Linked DNA regions of Triticum aestivum: region 1 is linked to region 2. The links are chromatin contacts, called in public Hi-C maps. All regions are on one chromosome and are shown on one strand. The core of a region is the stretch at or near the end of the contact, and the rest is flanking DNA. Distances in the headings are between cores, read along the strand shown. Region 1 has its middle 6.0 kb from the start of LOC780621. Region 2 has its middle 11 kb from the start of LOC123145192.

The links. Hi-C and Micro-C count contacts between places; a contact is called where the count stands out from the background.
Region 1: a Hi-C map of leaf shows a contact between it and region 2, with 4 times the contacts expected there. The contact joins two enhancer-like sites. A contact is called at or near these places in 3 of 5 Hi-C or Micro-C datasets (leaf and an unstated tissue).

What each region holds. Positions count from the first base shown.
Region 1 is chr6D:375,659,968-375,663,841 of IWGSC CS RefSeq v2.1, reverse strand. No RefSeq gene overlaps it. Among protein-coding and RNA genes, the nearest start is that of LOC780621, 6.0 kb to the left of the region's middle. Within about 2 kb of position 2,526, at least 4 of the 8 cell types and tissues checked have an H3K27ac peak or open chromatin away from gene starts, as enhancers often do.
Region 2 is chr6D:375,380,135-375,384,236 of IWGSC CS RefSeq v2.1, reverse strand. It overlaps the pseudogene LOC123142617. Among protein-coding and RNA genes, the nearest start is that of LOC123145192, 11 kb to the left of the region's middle. Within about 2 kb of position 2,701, at least 6 of the 8 cell types and tissues checked have an H3K27ac peak or open chromatin away from gene starts, as enhancers often do.

The sequences.
Region 1 (3,874 bases), core at 1,277-3,776, 280 kb before region 2:
CCTATTCCATGCCTTAAGCTACAACCGTGGATCAACCGGTCGGTAGCAATCGCTTTGTTATCCACTCGCTTGCATGTTCAAAAAAATGGTACATCCAGGCCAAGAGAAAAGAGCAGATATTGGCTATCGGATAGATTATTTAAAAAACATGAATTCCAAAATTCTTGTGGATTTTGAAAATATATTAAAATTTTCTTTGAAAAATATTCATGAATTAAAATTATTATTGGATTTTCTAAATGTATATAGTTCTTAAAAGTGTTCATGAATTTAAAAAATGTGCACGAGATTTAAAAAATGTTCGCATATTAAAGAAAGTTCATCAATTTAGAAATATTCATTTATTTTATAAAAGTTCCCAATTTTAAATTGTTCAGCAAACTGATTTTTTTATTAATTTAAATATATTGATCAATTTATGAAATGTTAGAGAATTCAAAAAAATCACGAGTTTTCATATATTGCGGAAGTTCCCAACTTTTTTGAAGTTATTCGTGATTATAAAACAAAACGAGGGGGGGAAGAGCGATTTTAAAAAGTCATAAAAATAAACCATATAAAAACAAGAAAATAAGTGGGAAAAAATATAATACGCAGGGGAAAAAGGAAAATTTTGTCAAAAAAATCGGCCATGTTGCCTTCTAGAGGCGAGACCAACACGTTGTCCCCCATGCGTCGAATAATTTTGCCCACTATTCCGTGAAAATGGCGCGGAATATGCAATTACTGAACAATTTAGTACAAACATTGATGACAATGCAAAATGTTGGTTGTTTGCTATGCATGATTCACTTGCAGATGAAGAGTTCACCACCTTTGTAGTGACTCTTTGGACAGTGTGGGGAGTGCAATGGAAATATCAAAGCCCATTTGTTGTCCATAGCTTTGTTCGACATTACTTACGCGAGCTGCGAGCAATCGAACCTAGGGTGACTCATGTGCGTGTTTCATCCCCGAATAGGTCAACACAGTGGATCGCGCCGCCTGCTGGGCCAGCAAAATTAAATGTTGACGCCGTTCTTGGGAGAGGAGTATCATATGGAGCTGTGGGTGCCATCTGGAGAGATCAAGCCAGTATGTTCCTTGGTGAGTCGGCAGTGGTTTTCCCAAATATTTCTGAGCCGGCGACTCTTGAATCATTGGCCATCAGGGAGGCGTTGGCCTTAGCAGATGATTGTATGAGAGGAGCATTCAAGTGGCGTCAGATTGCAAAGTGGTAATGGATGATATACAACAGAAGAACCCAACGATCTACGGAGCGATCATACATGAAATCATAAACTGAAAACTCTTTTTACTTTTTGTAATATTATCCATGAATTTAGGAGCTCGAATGCTGAGACTCACAAACTCGTGAAGCATGCATTATCCTTAGGGGCCGGCCGTCAAGTTTGATTAGGTTAGCCCAATGATCTTAATGTCGTCTCTGTAAACATTGTGGCGGTCGAATAAAAAGCTTCGGAGTTTGCCTAAAATAAAATTAGAGCGAGCCACACGTTTCCTCACTACAAAACATGTTTTCCACCTAGCCTGTGAAGGACGGACGCCACTTCGTTACCCTTTTTCCCTTGCCACATTTCCCAATCCCTATCATGGCGCGGGCTATGAACGTACGATTTTGCTAGTTTTCTATTTTGCTTTTTTCTCTTTTATATGTATTTCAAAACATTGTATAAAAATATACATTTGGAAAATTATTTATAATTTATTAATATCATATAAACGTTTCAACGTATGTTTAAAAAGAGTAAAAAAAACACGGTCCAGACACAAATGCTCATACACACGCATGCACATCCTATCACTATGAGTACCTCCGAAAGACTGTGCTGGTACATCATCTTGAGATTGACAAAGCCGCGACATATGCATCATAGTCAACAGGAATGTCTCCTCTCACTGAACGCACATCGCCGGAAGATCTGGAATAAATCCAGAAAAATACGAGCACCAGTGTCAAGTCTGAGACTTGAACCCTGGTGGGCCGGGGATATCACTATCCTTCTAACCATCCAATAGCAGGCTGGTTCACAAAAAAGTAATTAAAAAGTGTGTTCTTAGAAAAATGTTCATCATGTTTTCAGAAAATGTTCATCATGGATCAAAAACCTTTTCATTGTATGATTTAAAAAATGTTCATGTTGCATTTCAAAAACTATTTATAGTGTATCTAAAAAAATCGTGCATTTCAAAAAAAAACTGATTACAGTATTAACTAAAAATCTATCATGTATTTTAAACAATATCATTTAATTTAAAAGAATGATCACATATTTAAATAATGTTCATCAAGTGTAAAGATGTATTATCACGTATTAAAAAAATCATTCTTCGTGTATTGATGAATTTTTCATAGTGTACTTAAAGGAATGGTCATAGTATAATTGTAAAATGTTTATCATGTACACGGGTTCATCATGTAACAACATTTTATTTAGGAAAATCGCCTAACCATGGCAGTGCTGAACCCACACTCTTTTGGACCGGCCCACGCCGGCTCACGCAGGCGACAGCACACTGTAACTCACCATATGCGTGATATAGCTGTTCCGGAAAGAAACTTCTGTGCCTGGTAAGGCGAGTGCCGAGTAGCACATGCATGATGCAGCATGGTAGTAGTAGAATCTCAGGCACACACACGTACTGCGCGCTGGTCCACGAGCAGTGGCCAACTCTCGCGGTCCGATGGGCATCGAATTATACGTACCCATATACGCCCTTTAAGATGCGCACATGTTATCGTGTGAAGCTGTCTTTGACGCGCCAGGCCGAACCTGTCGGCCCACCGGCGGCAGCGTTACTTGATCGGTGGCATCCGGGGCACGAGACGCCATGATTCTCATGGTACGTGCCTTCGAGTCGTAACGACAAATGATGGCCTACTCCTCGGCTGTTCGACCTGCCACCTACCGAGGGGCAGCAGCAAGAGCTAGCGCCGATGCACCAACCAGCACGAACAGCTTGCTGCTACTGGTAGGAACAGTACGTGCTCATCATGCATCTATGCGTCTGTCCATGGCTTTTGAGGCGGCGCCACGTGAGTGGCCCCCCGTTGCACGTTAGCTCGATGCCTCCATCCGGTGATGGGACTTGCCGATCAGCTCCCAACCTGTCCGCGCTCAAAACTGTGTTGCGGCTCCCTGTATGTACGTGGACTCGGGCGCGTCCGTGACCGGATAATTCTCAAGTCATCGCGTCTACACCGGTGCACCTCATATCTGACATCTTAAATCCATGGAGTACATATCAACGAAGTTCCAGAACATCTATTTCAAAAAACTACATTCTGGAACACAGAAAAAATTGCATGAACATCACAGCTTAACCGGACCCAAAAAAACAGAGTTAGGCATGATAGTTCAGCCGAGGAACGGATAGAGATCTAAACTAAAATTACTAAAATGCAAACAGAGAAGGAGAGGGCCGAGCATCTTCACCACTTCCTCGCTGGTCCTTTGCCCCTCCGGCCACAGGAGCGGTCGTAGCCCTACGTGTAGGCGGTGGCAGCGGGAAGGAGGGGGGGGGAGTGCCGGTCCTGGGGAGGGGCGAACGGGGCGCCCCGGCCCCTCCAAAAGTAGGGGGGCCTCCCAGGTATATGTACATTACGTACAGGCATGCTGGTCTTCGAGTGAAAATAAAAAATGAAGCCAATCTCAGCGCCTCGCTCAGCCTCTCGCGTAGTAGCCTAGGAAACTAAAAAAGATCGGAAACACTAACACCCACACGTGTGGGCGTTTGCATCTCGCCCACACGCGCTAATCACCGTTGATTTGCAGTGCACGAACCTTACAGGAATCAGCCGGCATCTCCCGTGCCACGTAGGCATAGTGAGGCGTGCGGGTGGTAGAGCGTTCGCCCGAACGTGTGGCACTTG
Region 2 (4,102 bases), core at 1,452-3,951:
GCCTATAGCGAAGACGGCAACGAGACTCGACACCCCACCATAGCTTACGAGTGGGACGTTGTCAAACTCTACACGGGCCTAAACAAGACTTCGTACAAGACCTACACCAACGAGTTGGACGCTTTGACGCATTCGCAGGTATATGAACTCGCTCACCACCTTTCTCTTTGATTCCACTTTTGACCGAGAGTGGGAACTTACCAATGTATATGTAATAGGTAAACTGGTAGCCGTATCATGACCGAGAGTGGGACTTCGATCTGAACGTGATGTGCGATGCGGACAGTGATCTTTGGCGGTGCACAGTGCCCATGATCTGTGTGTACGCCGTCGAGTGGCACTTGCCACACCGCGTGGCCACGCAGTTTGGGATGTATCAGCATACCCCACCGGGCCCGCTGACCGATACCGGCGGCCACGCGCTCCACGTATGAGTGCGCTTGTTCTTCGTGCCCATGATTTCATTGCGTGACGACTTTATTATGATGTTTCTTGTGGCCTATGCCTTGCAGGATGAGCCGGCAGAAAAATCAGTCGATCAAAGACTGGGGAGAGGAGCATAAAACTCACGTGACGGAGTGGAACCGACGGAGGTACCGTAAAGACGTGGAGAGGAAAGTGACTGACTGGGATGCTTACCTGGGCCGACACATGAGGTGGTACGATGATGGCCAGAAGCACTGTCTTCGTCTCAGGCCTCGGTGGACGGCGGAAGACATCGCGGAGCTGGAGAGGGATGACCCCGAGGAAGAGGCCTACCAGACCGGCATCAGAGACATGCACAGTGGATTTAGGGAGTTTGCACCCCTCATCAACAGAGTGGTAAGTTTGAACCGACGGTTGTATTTAAATTATTTTATTCGTCATCGTGACTGACTTATGCAGTTACAGTCTGGTGAGCTGAACAGATGCATCTTTAAAGCCTCAGATGCACTAGGTGATGCCCTCGGGAGTGTACAATCTGAGAACAGAGTGAGGGGGACGATGAGGGTACAATTTCAGCCTCCACGGAACAGATGCATCTTGTTCACTTGCAATCATAAATCTGATACTTATTATGCCCTTGTTTCATTGTGAGTGCAGAAGTTCGTGAAGCGTTGTCGCAAGCTGGTAGGGCTGCTTGGGTGTGCTGGAGCTGGGTCGGTTGAAGCTTATCAGCCTGTAGCCCCACAGGGTCACATCGGCTCATCGAGCCATGTTCCCTCGTCGTCTAGGTTGGTTAAGGGGGAGGAGGAGGAGGAGGATGAGGATGAGGAGGACGAGGCCACACATGAAGAAGGGGAGGAGGAGGAGGATGAGAGCAACGGGGAGGAGGAGTACGATGAAGATTATGGACCTCCACCAACTCAATCATCTCAACCACCTCAGCTGCCGAAGAGGAATCCGAAGAAGAAGGATTTGCTGAGTCCGGACCCTTTCCAGAGACCGGTTTCTCGACGGCCCAAGAAGAAGACTGAGGAGGCTCGTTCAAAGAGTAACGAGGACCGTACCCCCAAGATGGGAAGGAGCAACTAATTCTGCTCTTGGATACTTGGCTCTTGTAGTTGGGTTGTCTATGTGTTTGCTATTTGGTTGAACTTGTCTAGTGGTTGTGAAACTACGTGGAACTATGTGTTTGTTATTTGTGGATCTATGTATTTATTATTTGTGAAACTATGTGGAACTCCGTTTACTAATTAGTTGAACTTCGTTTGACATGTTCTATGTGTATGTGATGCCCAAGTTTAATTATTTAAAATCTGTGATATTGCTGTGATATTGCTGTTATATTGAATTTGATAAGAAGCAAGCAATTGAACTTAAAACAATAAAACACAGGACCCTACCGTCACGGACCCTGGCGGTAGGGTCACACAGCCTACCGCCAACCCCCTTGACGGTAGGGTGAACCTACCGCCAGGGCAGTTTAATATTTCGTCACAGAAAGTTTGCGAGGCAAAACCCAGCCACACCTTATCGCCAGGGGTACTGGCGGTAGGGTTAGACAGCCTACCGCCAGGGGCCCTGGCGGTAGGGTACTTATCCACGTCAGCTCGGGCAGACGGCCGCCGTCCCCTCCGTCTAACCCTACCGTCAGTACCCCTGGCGATAGGGTATTTATCCGCGTCAGCTCGGGCAAACGGCCGCCGTCCCCTCCGTCTAACCCTACCGCCAGTACCCCTGGCGGTAGCGAAAGGGTAAAATCCCGAGTTTTTTCCCAGCCGGGATCAGCTCGTGAATTTATATGGTAAAGGGGTCAAAACATGAAATTTTGCCTCGGCTCGGTGGTTTCGCATCTTGCGGCAGAGTTAATGGGTGAGCGAAGAACTGTCAAAAAAGAGGGAAAAGAGAGGGAGCACTAGTGGTTTTGGTTGTGGGAATGGGGACCTGATCGACCGCACGGACCGGATACTGGGGCTGGTCCTGAGTTTGGCTCCTGTCCTGTCCGCATTTCTTTGGGGGGTGTTGCTGCTTGGCGCTTGCTGACTATAAAATCACGTTCGGTCCCGGAAACAGATGGTGCATCCTTGGTGCAGTACATGTACATGCCATTTCTCACGCAAGAAGTTGGATCTGGTTCAACGCAAGGGGGTAGAACACGCTGGTATCCAGTGGTATCCAGCTATGCTACGACCAAGCGCCGCTGCCTGCCCCGTCCCGATCGATTCAGATGGGGCGGGGCAGTGGTCACTCGCGTACGGACGCTTGCTCGCTCCTTTGCGACGGACGGATGCAGCGCGGCAGGAGGGGCGAAAAGGAGGCCGCGTGCACTTGGGGGCGTGCGGTATGTACGATCCTGTTGTCGACATCGGCGCTGCGGTACAGGACAAGCGAGGTACTACTGATTCTGCAATGATCTCACGGGTTGTGACTCCGCTCTTGTGCGTGAGCTGCCTGTGACTCCATACTTTTGCGTTGGTGTTGGCTTGTTGTGTAGTCTGTACTCTGTACTACTACTGCTATACTACAACCGCAGCGGATGAAGTGGGTCTGTGTACCCTCCAGCGCGTGTGGGGAGTGCGCGCGTCTACGTCCGCCTTGGCGCCTTGTGATGAATTTTCAGTACGTAATGTATTGGTAGTACTGGTGGTAGAAGACTCTGTAGATTTTTTTTCCTGTAGATATGTGTATGTATGAATGGCACGAGAGGTCATTTCGTAAGGGCAACTCCAACGCGCCGACGCATTTCGTATATGCAGTATGTTCCTTCATTATATATGTACTGGTAGATTATTGGTACAAGACTGGTAGTGCATGAATGGCGTGAGAGTCATTCCGTAAGCTTTTGTTGTTGGTACTTTTTGTTGTTTCTTACAGGAGTTAACCTTTGTTGTTGGACCAGTCCATTGGCCCACTTTGCCATGGGGAAGCCCGAAAGATCAGACCAAATGTTAAGCAGTCAATGAATTTGAATACACGGATTATTCACTTACAAAAATTAACACGAGAAGACCCTCAAAAAAAATTAAACAGGAGTAATTAGGTAGTGCTACATCTTGTCCAGTGAGAAAAAAAAATGAGCGTGTGATTTTCCGCCACATGTGTATGTCATGCTTGATTTCACATCAAATTATGGCTACATGTTGTAATTATTGGGACATGGCCCGTTATTATTTTTCAGTAATTCTTCCAAAAAGTTCCAAAGGCCCATACGGCCTATTCATGCATCACAAGGAGTGTGGAAAGTTTATCACTAGTGGAAAATGAAACTTAACAGTTATGACTGATTCTTTTCCTCTCCATAACGGATGGTTGTTGCAAAGAGTCACTTTGGAGGACAGGTGCATTGGAGCCCTATATTTTGAATAGTGCAAAAAAAAAACTATTTAGAAGTTTCAAAAAATTCTGAAAATAAATCAACATGTTTATATTAATGCATATTACACGTGTGCAAATTTTGATGCTGAAATAAGTAACCATGCAAGTTACACAGAAATGACAAAAGCGTGATTTTGGAAAGATGAATAGTGCATGTATTATTCAATATTTGGAAAGCACCATTTTGTTATTTTTGTATAGCTTACATGTTTACTTATTTCATCACTAAACTTTACACATATGTAATATACATCCATATGATCACCTATAATTCTTTTCGGAATTTTTTAAAACTTTAAATGTG